Linked DNA regions of Zea mays: region 1 is linked to region 2. Evidence: chromatin contacts called from public Hi-C data. All regions are on one chromosome and are shown on one strand. The core of a region is the stretch at or near the end of the contact, and the rest is flanking DNA. Distances in the headings are between cores, read along the strand shown. Region 1 holds the start of LOC100281089. Region 2 holds the start of LOC100272289 (nitric oxide synthase interacting protein).

Region 1 (6,569 bases), core at 3,111-5,610, 180 kb before region 2:
TTTTACGGCCGGTTGTACGATCATGGACGGTACTAGATGTATTCAGACCCTTTTTTTTTTCTTTCTTTCTTTGTGACGAGCAGGGAAATGCCAGGCTCACTTGCGCCTCAATTCAGCCCCGCACGTCAGTTGCTTCCGGAGTCCAGTGCAGGTTTGCTTGGTCCTGAATGCAAGGCTGATGCAACCGCCATGACTCTGCAGCGAACACGGACGGAGCAGTGTGTATGCCGAAAGAGACAGGCGCAGAGCTTTAGCGCTTTTGCTTTGTCTATATACGAACACACTTCTTCTTTTTTAAGTCAAGTTTTAGATACATAATTTTTTTGTAAAAAGAAGCATTCAAATCCCCCCAAAATTTCCCACCCCCAAATTCTTCTAGAAACCAGAGACAAGCAGCGACGCCAGAAGAACGAGCCAACCACTTCGAAGAAACGAAGTCAAATTTTCGCGTTGGACTGGATTTGGTCGCGATTAGAATACCGATCGCCACCTTGCTCCCTTCTGGAGGCTGGCTGGTGTGGAATCCAGCCTTGGGCTCCAGTTGGTTTAACTGGGCTGCGGGCCGGCGGCACACGTAATCGACGATATAGAAGAGATTGAACACGTCCTGGGCTAGCGCCTACCAATGCAAGCCTGGGCTCGACATCCATTGTTCGGGATAGGACAGTAGCTCAGCTCATCATCATAACTCCATGAGGTATAGGTAGATATGGGAGTATCCGAAACCGATATAAGATTAGATGGGTAAAACCCCCGTTAGGATACATGTATAGCGGAATTTGATGTCCATAGGTATTTTATTGGATATTTTACTATATCTATTGAATGTGGTAGACATGTGTACGGGATCTCTTGTCCATACCTGTTACTCGATGCGAAACCCGCTAACCCATATATGTATATCCGTATTATTAAAATTGTTCCATATGAAATTGGAAGGAAATAAATGAAGGATGCATCTTAAGCTACAACAACTTGCACGTCTTAAATCTTAAATATTACGCATTGCCTTAAATATTCAAATATTAAGTATATGTATTGAATAATTGGATAACTGTCCTAATGTTGTATGTTGTTGTTGACAACTCTCTTTTAGGCTATGAGTACTATATTTTATGTGATCTAATGGCATTGCTGCCATTTAATGTTGAATGTTAGCAAACTTGTGATAAGATTATGTTGAGTTCAATGAATTTGTTATGCTAGACATAAAGGTAATATGCTATTTTAGTATCTTTTATTATTGATGAAATATAAAGCTTTAATATTCTATATTTGGTACTGTTGTGATTAAAACAATCATGTCTGCTAGAATATTGGTGGGTATGGATACCTGCAGCCCGTGGTGAGTATAGGTACGGGATAATTTTGTACATATGATGTATATGCCTTACTGATTGGACCTTGAGGCCTTATGGTGTCCAATGGCTGACCATGTGGCTACGTTTAGTCTGTGATATATGAGAGAAGAACAGGAGAGCAAGTGTTGACTAGCAATGAGCAAATAGAGCCTCCCCTCTCGTCTTGTATTCAAGAATATATCCTATATAATTATTTATTGGATATAACCATGCAATCATCCAATCTAGATCTAATGATTTCTATCATTTTTTATTTGTACCCTCCAATATTGCCCTCTGTCTATTCTCTCCATAGATGGAGGATAGGAATGCAAAAATAACAGACATTGTTGGATCTAGATTGGATGTTCATGTTCTATAATTAGGGAACTTAGAGAGCATGTAAATTAACTTCATAATCTCTAACAAACATCAGATGTGTCTGCTACCAAACCTAGTTATGTGTTCGGTGCGGGCACTGTTGATGCACAAGACATGTCTGGTGCCCTGCAGTGAGGCCACCAAGAGGATAATACTTGGATTTCTTTAGGCTTTCTATATAGACTTTATGGCGAGCTTTGGCCATAGGCTTGGCACCCCTACACACTTATGCACATCTATTTAAATGCTGAGAAACATACTCTAATTTCATACTTTAGATCATTTTTTGGGTGAGATTAGAGAGTTCCTACTACATTATATTTAGTTCTTGCATCTTATGACCCTACTTGAGCAGTTCGGGCTAGTTATTCTCATGTCACTCTTGGTGATTGTCGTCACCTAGCCATCTGTGAGCTTTGTGGGGTCATTGAGCGCTTGGTGATTGTTGTCAACTCTGGTAATTGATTATAAGGTGATAGAAGGATTAGGCCCGATCTTCCAAAATGTAAGTTGATTATAAAAGAGATCTCGATGTTGATGATCCCAGGCTTTGAGTGAATGACTTATCGTGATCACTACAGTACTGCTTCATTTGATGTCACCAATGCCACACGTATGACCTCACCAAGAAGGCCTATTCCTGTAATTGTAATCGAGAGCACAAGCAAGAACAGGGAAGTTGTAATCAACTGGATCGATTACAAAGGTGAGGTTCAACAAATAGATGATTGGCAATACTGTCCTTGATAGATTGAATTTAAAGCTAAACTACAGCTCTAATGTAGGCGCCAGTGGCTGGATATATAGTCTAACTAGCTTGCAACACCCATAGATATGTCCTTAATGAATTCCAATAGCATATACAGTCCAATGAGAAAAATATGGCAACACACTACTAGGATAGAATATGTATGCACCCTAAAGATATATCATTTTTCTTTAGATATCCTAACAGATTTTTGGCGCCAAGTTGAATCAAGAATGATGAAACCCACGTTGACTACAATTCAATCAGAGATCGTTTGGATCCTTTTATCTTAGAGCAAATAAAATGTACTTAATAGATTAAAGTACTCGACTTGAATTTGATATTGCATAACTTTCTAAAGTTTAGATGCAAACATATCTTAAATTTATATAGCGCGAGAGTTAGAAATTGATTCTATGGATTATGATGCGACATTCTACTATACAACTTCAGTACACTCTTGAACTTGTTCTTTAACTATTGAAGTATAGCATATAAATATATTTCTTATAATAAATATATTTCTTATATACCAATAACAATATATACTATATATATTATAGTAAATAAATCAATCAATGCATAACTTATAATCATTAGATCATTAGGATAGATACCAATTTCAAGAATACAAACGGGCATTGCTGAACTTTCAGTAGGACCGCAAGTCCGCAACATTCTCAAATCGTCGGTGTATTTGGGCACTTCATTTTTGCACCGTAGCGAGGTTCACCGATTCCATAAGGCTCCGTTTGTTTTTGCTGGAATTGAATTTCATTCTAATAATTATAATTTAGACATAAACTAATTAAATTAATATATTTGTAAATTATCCTAAACCATATTAGAAAGATAGTTATACGCTACATTTATATTATAGAGAACAAAGTAGAATAATATGCTATAAATTATACATTAGAAAAATAGCATGTTATCTATAAAATCAATTTTTATCTCACACTTTATGAGTTTGAAATAGACTTATATAAATACTTCGGAAAGTTATGAAAATGACATATTATAAAAAAATCTTCTTCATTAGTTATATTCTAATTTATTAAAATGAAGGGAAACAAATAGACCTATTTGCTACCCTTAGGGCTAGTTTGGGAGCCACAAAATCAAAGGGAATTGGAGGGGATAAAATTGCCTCCTTATTCAATTTTAAATAAGGAGGGGATTTTAGCCCCTCTAATCCCCTCCGGTATTTGGACTCCCAAACTAGCCCTTAATTCGTTGCATACCAGCATTCGACCGGTGCATTGAACCACGACAGGAGAGCAGAGCACGCGGATACCGCCACTTGCCGCCGCTTGCATCATCCCTTACCTCACTCGCATCAGCACGGCTTGGCACTGCGTCAGGGATTGTCAGCTGTCCTGTCATGCACATGCATCAGCTGGCGCGGAAACGAGGACAAAAATCGACAGTCATCTTGCAGCTTGCGGCTGCTCTAGCAAAAACGGCCAAGCATGAGGATAATTGAGGCTTTTAGGGATTTTGGATACTAGCAGCAATCTGTAGCATTCTGTCAACTTTGAGGAGGGGGAGGGGGGAATGGAATCGAGAAATCGTACTGATCTATGTGGGCTAAACTGACCAGCCTCAACAGCCCATGGGCCCGCCGCCACAGGGCTCGACACAAGTACGCCAGTACACGTGCCCGTCCCCACGTAAAGGCTCGTCCGGCCCATTCCGCTGGACCCGTGCCAGTGATGTGGTTGCGAAGGCCAACTCCAATTGAAAGTCCGCTGCCTCCCACGCTAGACAGATCCCGACCGCCCGTTACTCATCGGACGGTGGTTCTGGCGTACAAGTCGCCCGCACGGCGCCGCGCGAGACTTCACTTCTCTCGGAACTATAAATGCCTGTGAACATCGCCTGGTTGGTATCCTCCTCTTCCCATTCCACTCTCTCACTCTCTCTAATCACAATTTCGACACTGATCGGTACTCTCTAGTGTCCGACTCGTCACAGTTTTAGCGAGAGAGACAGAGAGCGAGCGAGGGAGAGGAGGATGGGTTCCACTTCCACGGGACCGGTGAGCGGGTTCGCGGCGCCGGAGCGGGACATCGACGATCTGCCGCGGAACGACGCCAACTACACGGCGCTCACTCCGCTCTGGTTCCTCGAGCGCGCGGCGCTGGCGCATCCGGGCAGGGCCTCCGTCGTGCACGGCCCCGTGCGCTACACCTGGGCTGACACCTATCGCCGCTGCCGCCGCCTCGCATCCGCCCTCGCGCGCCTATCCGTCGGCCACGGAAGCACGGTGAGTTTACTCAACTTCCTTCTCTGGTTCTGTTTCCTCATTTTTAATAGCAATTTATGATTTCTCCCCCCGTGCACATAGATCGACACATGTGGACTGTGTCGGGTTTTTTGGTACTTTTTTTTTATGGAGTAGAGAACTTAGTTTTCAACTATGCTACCTTGGAGATTTGGACAGGACCTGAGCGTACAGTGATTAGAATTTCAGTAGCCTTTTTTTATGCAAGATGAGCCATTTGCAATAACCAGGAGGCCCTTTCCCTGATTGCTACCTGTGCAAGATGGACATGTACTCTTTTCTACTTCAAAAAAGAAAAGAAAAAAAAACTGGTGTGCTATGTGTAGTTATCCCCATGATCTCTCTCTCTCTCTCTCTCTCTCTCTCTCTCTTTTCAGGTGCTTTATTTTAAAAAATATGTAGTTTTTCTGATTGCTGTATACGGCCCTAATTTGCAGCCAATCCCTTCGTGTTGCATCTTAGTTGGCATTAATGTTATGATCATGCCGCGTTAGGTTCCCCTGCTCTCCCGCTCTGGAGAAGTTGTTATCTTCTGTTAAGCATTGAGATCTTCCCTGTTTGATGACCGCTGCAGTTAAGTGATAGGCTTGATTTGCGCTATTTATGTTCTTCTGATGAGATGCTATTTATGCTGGATTACCTGTTCCAGATAGTTCATTTGCCTATTCAGCATGTAGTGGAATTGTCTAGTCCATATCAGCAGCAAGTGGCTGCAGAATGTGGTATACGTATACCCCTTACTTCTAGAAGGTGCCTGAACTGATCTCTTACTCTAGTTGCTTTGCTCAGCAAAATGAAATACGGCAATCCTACTGTTTCTAGTCAAAATAAGATAAGCTTATCTTATTTTTGTCTTATCCATGACATTGGCCTCTCTGTCTCTGTCACTCTGTTGAGACTTACGAAGTATCATTAGATTGATCGTTGCATATATTTTTATAATACCATTATTTGGAGGTACAAATGTTACTAATATATGACTTTAATCTGTACCGGCTTCTACTGATTATACAGTGTTTTTGTCTTTATGGATTGTAGCTGCAGTAATCCAAACAACCAGCTTTAATCCGAAGCGAACCGACACAGGCACAGAAATCTAGATGGCACTCAACAAGTGACAGATGGTGTATATGTTAATTTGTGTGGTTGCTGCACGTTTGCAACAAAACTAATTTTAATAAAAATATAACTGGATGATCCATTTAGCTACTAACATAAACACTCTGGTTACGTGGTCCCTAGGGTACTTACCGTATTCCAGTGTGTCTTTTTTTATTATCTTTATACAAATGTTGCTTTACTGATACCGACTGATTTGTTTTGGTTTCCTTAGGTTGCTGTGATAGCTCCTAATGTCCCGGCTGTCTATGAAGCTCACTTCGGTGTCCCAATGTCAGGAGCTGTTGTGAACTGCGTCAATATTCGGCTAAACGCCGAGACAATAGCATTCCTCCTTGAACACTCCGTGGCAGAAGTTGTGATGGTGGACCAAGAATTCTGCACCCTAGCCGAAGAATCGCTGAAAATAATTGGCAAGAAGAAGACATCGGCTTTCAGGCGGCCTCCAATCTTGATCGTCATCGGCGACCCAACCTGTGATCCCAAGTCTCTACAGCATGCTCTGGGAAAGGGAGCCATAGAGTATGAAGAGTTTCTGAAAACCGGTGACCCGGAGTTCAGTTGGAAGCCACCGAAGGACGAGTGGCAGAGCATCGCCCTAGGCTACACTTCTGGGACTACTTCCAGCCCAAAGGGCGTCGTGTTGCATCACCGCGGTGCTTATCTCATGGCACTCAGCGTTGCCATCGTGTGG
Region 2 (7,032 bases), core at 2,938-5,437:
AATTTCGGGTTATGAAAAATGAGAACCGAAATTTTCAAAACAATTTTAGGAACCGAACCCGAATAGACCCACAATTTCGGTTCGGTCTATTCGGTCCACCGAATAGACTCGAACAGTAGAGAGACTATTATCTTTTGTTAAAATATATACAATTAATAATTAATTGAAAGTATTAATACTACAACAAGTGACTATAAAATATAGCATATTGAGATATATATACTATCTTTAAGATGATATCACAATTTTTAGCTAATAAGTTCATAAATCATATAAATAATATCATCTTATATTAAGAGCTTTTTATATTTCGGGTTATTGGGTCTATTCGGGTTTTAAAGGTTAGGAACCGAACCCGAACCCATACCCCGAAATATAGCATATATAGGAACCGAACCCGAACCCGAAAACCCGAATAGACCTATAATTCGGTCTATTCGGGTTCGGTTCGGGTTCGGGTTCGGGTTTCGGTTTTAAAATGCCCACCCCTAGCCGAGGACGTGGGCGCAGAAGAAACGGTGGGAGACGCGGTGGCCGCAACGACGGCCGTGGAGGAAAGATGGTCGCGAACGACGAATGTCGTTATTGCGGAAATACTGGACACTAGGCACGGGACTGCAGGAAGAAGAAGCACGATGAGCAATCCCACGCCGTGCATACTGAAGAGGTGGACGAAGCCTTGTTACTGGCGAGAACCAGCGTCATCGACATACAAGAGAACCTCGACGACGCCCCAGCTTCGCTGGGGCTGCACCAAGTCGTTCATCTCAGGGAGGACAAGCTGTACGTTCAGCTTGGTGACAAAGTGACGGAAGAGGCGCGGTGGATCCTAGATACGGGAGCCACGAATCACATGACAGGTGAGCGCTCTGCGTTCTCCTCGCTAAATGAGAAGGTGCAAGGTACAGTGCGATTCGGCGATGGTTTAGTCACGACCATTTGTGGTCGTGGATCCATTCTTCTCCACTGCCGGAATGGTGACCACAAGACTCTGACGGGAGTTTACTACATTCCGAGGCTCACCACGAACATCGTGAGCCTTGGACAATTGGAAGAAGGTGGACACAAGATTCTAATGCTGAACGGGTGTCTTAAGATCTGGGATACTCAGCATCGGCTACTGGCAAGTGTGCCACGGTCGGTGAACCAGCTGTACGAGCTGGATCTCGACGTTGCGAAGCCAGTCTGCCTCGCTGCACAAGGAGGCAACGCAGCGTGGAGGTGGCACGCACGCCTTGGACACCTTAATTTTCGAAGCTTGAGACGTCTAGCCGAAGAAGAAATGGTGCGCAGGCTGCCACAGATTGATCACGCTGATCATGTCTGTGATAGCTGTCTCGCCGGGAAGCAGCGTCGACTTTCCTTCCCAGGAGAGGCAGGCTATCGTGCGACGAGCAAGCTCGAGCTGATCCATGGGGATCTTTGCGGGCCTCTGACCCCATCGACACTGAGCGGTAACAGGTTTTTCTTTCTTTTGGTGGATGACCTGAGTAGGTACATGTGGGTGTCTCTTCTGCGTTCCAAGGAGGGAGCGATGTCGGCGCAGGGCCGTCCCTAAGGGGGTGCCGTGGGTGCGGCCGCACCGGCCCCCCAAAAACAGAGGGCCCCCTAGCCACTGGACGCTAGCATTTTTTTGTTAAATCTATCTATTCTAGACACAAATACTCAAAAAGCGATGCGCTATCGAGTTATCGACTAGTCTCGTTTATATTGTTAAACTAATGTCTCAATTACTTATCGAATACTTCATCCGTTTCAAAATAATATTTGGTTTAGCTCTTAATTTTTATGTTTATATTGATGATGATAAATCCACTAAAGAAGCAAAACATATTATATTTTGATATAGAGAGAGTATTATAAACTATACATATGATGGTTGCTTCGGTAGAGAGAAGCTTTTTAAAATTTAAAAAAATTATGAACTATTTATGGTCAACAATAACTCAAGAGAGGTTAAATGGTTTGGCGATTCTATATATCGAAAAAAAGTTGTTGGATGAGATTGATCTCGATGATATAAGCGATGACTTTGTATCACAAAATATTAGAAGATATTTTTAATGATATCATATAACAAATAAGTGTTTTTTTGCTATATTTTATGTCTGTTTATTATACGTCAAATATTCGGTGATATATATATAATTATATATATTTGTGTGTGGATGGGTCTCTATATCGAATTTCGCACTGGGCCCCCGAAAAACCAGGAACGGCCCTGGGTCGGCGTTCAAGTCCTTTCAGGCAAGAGCTGAGGTGGAAGCGGGAAGAAAGGTGGGAACTTTCCGTACGGACCGAGGCGGAGAGTTCACAGCACAAGCTTTCATCGAGCATTGCTGCAGTGAAGGGATCAAGCGACACTTGACAGCACCGTACACGCCGGAGCAGAATGGAGTGGTGGAACGGAGAAACCAAACCATCATGGGAATGGCGCGGAGCATGCTAAAAGCCATGAATCTCCCTAACTGGTTATGGGGGGAGGCTGTGGCAACGGCTGTATACATACTGAACAGATCACCCACTCAAGGAAATGAAGGGAGCACTCCATATGAGGTATGGCATGGAACAAAACCTACTGTCAGTCATCTTCGTACATTTGGCTGTGTTGCACATGTTAAGCAAGGCAACAAGCGTCTGACAAAACTTGAAGATAGAAGTACACAAGCGTCGATTTGACTCGGGTCACGGAGAACAAGACCGGCGTCTCGTCTGGCCAGCTCCGCCAGAGGGGCAATGATGGCGCTCCACAAGCTCTATGACGACGGCGGCCCCCAGCTCTCTTACGGAAGCAGGACAACGTCAGCAGGGACTCGACCGCCCCAACAGCTGTCCCTCCATCAGGCTCCGCCGCACCTCCGATAGCCACGACATCACGCCAGCAGGATGCCCAGATCTCTCCGGCTGCCACATCGGCATGTACCTAGGGTGCTAGCTCTCCCCCCGCTAGACACGTAGCACTCTGCTACATCCCCATTGTACACCTGGATCCTCTCCTTACAACTATAAAAGGAAGGACCAGGGCCTTCTCAGAGAAGGTTGGCCGCGCGGGACCGAGGACGGGACAGGCGCTCTCTTGGGGCCGCTCGCTTTCCTCACCCGCGTGGACGCTTGTAACCCCCCTACTGCAAGCGCACCTGACCTGGGCGCGGGACGAACACGAAGGCCGCGGGACTTCCACCTCTCTCACGCTCGGCTCCGGCCGCCTCGCCTCTCCCCCCTCCGCGCTCGCCCACGCGCTCGACCCATCTGGACTGGGGCACGCAGCACACTCACTCGTCGGCTTAGGGACCCCCCTGTCTCGAAACGCCGACAGAACTGTTGATAATTTATTTCGAAAGACCGTTTTTGACATGATCGTACCTTTTTTTGTAATTATGACAAATTAAACATCCTTTTTAAAAGATAAAAGAAACAATCAAACTTAACCATCTGCATCTGACTTGACTTGACTTTCGAGTTTGACTTGCGTGTTTATGGGTATGTTTATTGGATGAAAGAATGTTCAGAACCAGATATAAAACTATTAAGTTAAAGTCAAACTATTATCACCATTAAACGATATTATAGATAAATTAGAGTTCAAAATATAGAACATTAGACAAAGTAGAGTTAGGAACATATTGCACGTAAACCAATCTGTTGATGCAAATTGTGTAAACTAACACATAAATAAAGTCAAGAGGATTTTAAAAAATATATTATATTTTAAACAAACCATTTCACTCCCTAACTATTTCTAAAAAGACCATATCTTTTCGTCTCGATCGACTATAAACAACACCAGTTTTCAAGGTCGTTATGGCCTTCGTACTGTATGAAAAAATAAGTTAAAATTATGCACAAAGATTCAAACCTTAAATGTTGGCTCTACATTCACACCTATCTAATAAATAGAACACATACTTTTATGCTTTATTAAACTAAATTATATCCATCGAATAACAGAAATCGTAGCAATATAGAGTTTACCACTTTGTTTGGACAGTTAACATCTGATTTGTTTTTCTGGAATTTTATCCAATACTCCGAAAACATCTACGGCGTACGGCCTACGGTCAACCCCGCTCGGCCCAGCCCACTTGTGTGCACGGACGGTAGCGGCGGGTTTCGAGGTCCGTCTTCCTCTCGTCACTATATTAATCCGCCTCGCCGCTTTGCCTTCCCCGCGTCAAACAAATCTTGGGTTCCAAGCGAGCGAATACCTTCTCGAGCTAAGACGATTCGAGGCACGAGCGAAGATGCCGCAGCGGCATTTCCTATATAACAAAGCCGGTACAAAATCTGCCCCCACATTGATCCACGTCAACATGTTTTGTCCCAGCCGCAAGATGCTGCATCAACGGCCACGGATGCAGCTCATCCACACCAGCGTTCTCTGTGTCTGTTCGATTCCTCCGGCGTCCGGAGCATTCTAGAATTGACGAAGGTGGCTGTGCCGAGTTCTCCACACCGCTGGAGACTTCCAGGTGCTTCAGGAAACCGAGGGGGCGTTGAGATAGGTAAAAAAAAGGAACTCCGGCGAGGTCGCCCCCGGTAGTGGCCGGTGATGAGTTCGCTCGGGCTCCGGCTCCGGCTTCGGCGACCTGGAGCGAGGAGTTCGGAGATGCAGTCTTCCAGCGCTCAAGCAGTTTTCGACTTCGTCTCACCGCTTCCCGCAGGTACGAACTGTTCTCTTCCGCTGGCTCTGAGCACGAGGTGGATGTGTTCCGGGAGGTGGTACAGCCCCGATGCACGACGAGGTGCTTTTTGTGAGCGTCACAAACAGCACCTATGGTGCCCCCACGGGCGGGACGAATGCTGTAATTGCTTCCTCGAATGAATGCTGAAGTTTTAGAATAAGCGAAGGGAAGAATAATACAGAGGAAAGAATCAAAGTGCAGAATCTATATTCATCCGATGGTGGCTTCTTGGGATGAATATATATTCTTTCCTTTAAACTCTCATGTTTATTCTTTACTTGGATGAGTGCTGAAGTTATAGAATAAGCAAAGGAAAGAATCTAAAATACACCATCGTGGAATATAGATTCTTTCCTTTGATTGAATAATACATATTCTTTAGCCACAATTGTTTTAGGTCCTCAACACATTGCATTTTAGGGTGTGATCTTGTCAAAGTCTGCTTCGGTTCCAAAAACTGAAGTTATGCACCAGTTTCAGATTATGCAGTTATAGAGCGATGATAGGCCAGTTGATTTCGGGCCACATTTGTCTACAGACATACTGCTCCTGACTCATTCAGTCAGCTAAGTATAACAACGAATATAATAACTAATTATATTTGTTTCATATAACCCTTCCACGTTATAATCTTTAATATGTATCCACTCAAACTTTGTGGTCCTCAACACATTGCATTTTAGGGTGTATTTAATGTAGTAGAATCCATACCTCACATTTTGGCAACTTACACTTATGCCACTTGGTGCTCCACCGATCATAGTGCCGCTTGCGGCTTAGGGTGCATTTCGTGGATTCCGGGATACAATGACACCATTGTATGCTGTGTGTATGTCTTTGCCACTTCATTTTGACAAAATATTGTAACACATAACACTATTTTTTCCCATCTAGAATTGCTTACACCTTGCTATTTAAACGGATATTATTTTGTTGTAAATAACTTTTGTTTTTTTATTCAAGCTACTCAATGTAATTGATTCGAAATGTGAGCTTCATAAATCTTAGGAAGCCATTGCCTTTTGCTGCTATGGTATATTGCTTTCTAAGATGCGTGTAGCTGTTATAACTCATAATTATTCTTTTTAAGACTCCTGAGAGGAAATTTGTGACAAAAATATCTGCTCTGGAAATTTGTAATGAGATTGTGAATGGCCTTCTACAATCTGACTCTGCTCCCCTTCGGTTATTAGATGATCCTGAGGTTTGTTTACAACTTTGTCAGTTATTACAATGCCCCAAGAAAACATTGATCTTGCAGTGAACTAAATGAAAATATTTTCTGTTTGACAGAAATGAACCATTGTGGAGAAGTTGCAAGAAGAAATTGCTTAGGACAACTAACATCTGAGGCATCCAAGCAGGATTTGTGAAGGTAACTACTAGATTCTGTCAAAAAAGAAGAAATGAATAGTGCTAATCACTTAACAACCTTTCGAATAGTTGCAGAGCAAATACACAGGCTGCAGAGACTGCACAACCTGTATAATCTTTATAATGTTCTGTGCCATTCTTTTGAGTTATTTTTTTATTCAGTCCATGCGAAAAATGAACCATAAAAACATTGTGAAGCTCAAAGAGGTCATAAGAGAGAATGGTTTTTTAGTTTATGGTATAGACAATTCATAGCCCACTAAAGTTTATAGTATTTGTTGTGATTTGAGGAACGCGGTCTATTATCTGATGAAAAGCAGAGGGAAGCCCTTCTCAGAGACTGAAATCCAAAACTGGTGCTTTCAAATATTTCAAGGTCTGAGTCACATGCATTAGCGTAGATATTTCCACTGCGACCTTAATCTGCAACCTTAATCCTAGTGTATGGTTTTGCATTTGTTTTTTACGTTCAATGTTCCAATGGTTTATCTATGGTTCCTGTTTGTTGTGAAACAAATTACTAGCCCCAACCATTTTTACATGATATTTCAAACAAGAAAATAGTTCTACACGTAGTTCAATATTTATGTCTAACATATCATGTGTATTTGGCAGAAGGAACTATCACTTACGAGCCCAGAAATAGCTGCCTTGCAATTTTTCTATATGAATTGCATCTTAAATTTGCTTGAAGTATACAAAAATAATAATGCACCTGTATAACAGCAACGAAGAATTGCATCTTAAATTTGCTTGAAGTATACAAAAATAATAATGCACCTGTATAACAGCAACGAACACAACGCGCGCCAAGGCGCGCATAAGTTACTAGTTCGAAAAACAACAACGACCTCGCCTTCTTCACGTACGAGGAGAAGCGGAAGCTCGGGTACGGCACGCAGCGGGAGCGCCTGGGAAAGGACTCCATCAAGCCCTTCGACGCCTGCTGCCTCTGCCTCAAGCCGCTCATCGGCCC

Evidence for each region. Hi-C and Micro-C count contacts between places; a contact is called where the count stands out from the background.
Region 1: a contact with region 2 is called in a Hi-C map of ear, with 2.3 times the contacts expected there. The contact joins the promoter of LOC100281089 here to the promoter of LOC100272289 in region 2. A contact is called at or near these places in 3 of 25 Hi-C or Micro-C datasets (ear, endosperm and leaf).

Annotation. Positions count from the first base shown.
Region 1 is chr9:142,048,235-142,054,803 of Zm-B73-REFERENCE-NAM-5.0, reverse strand. LOC100281089 reads left to right here and starts at 4,360. Exons shown (of 3, transcript NM_001154008.3): 1 at 4,360-4,738; 2 at 6,090-6,569. The coding sequence starts at 4,487.
Region 2 is chr9:141,870,533-141,877,564 of Zm-B73-REFERENCE-NAM-5.0, reverse strand. LOC100272289 (nitric oxide synthase interacting protein) reads left to right here and starts at 4,187. Exons shown (of 5, transcript NM_001146776.2): 1 at 4,187-4,661; 2 at 5,773-5,886; 3 at 5,976-6,057; 4 at 6,848-7,032.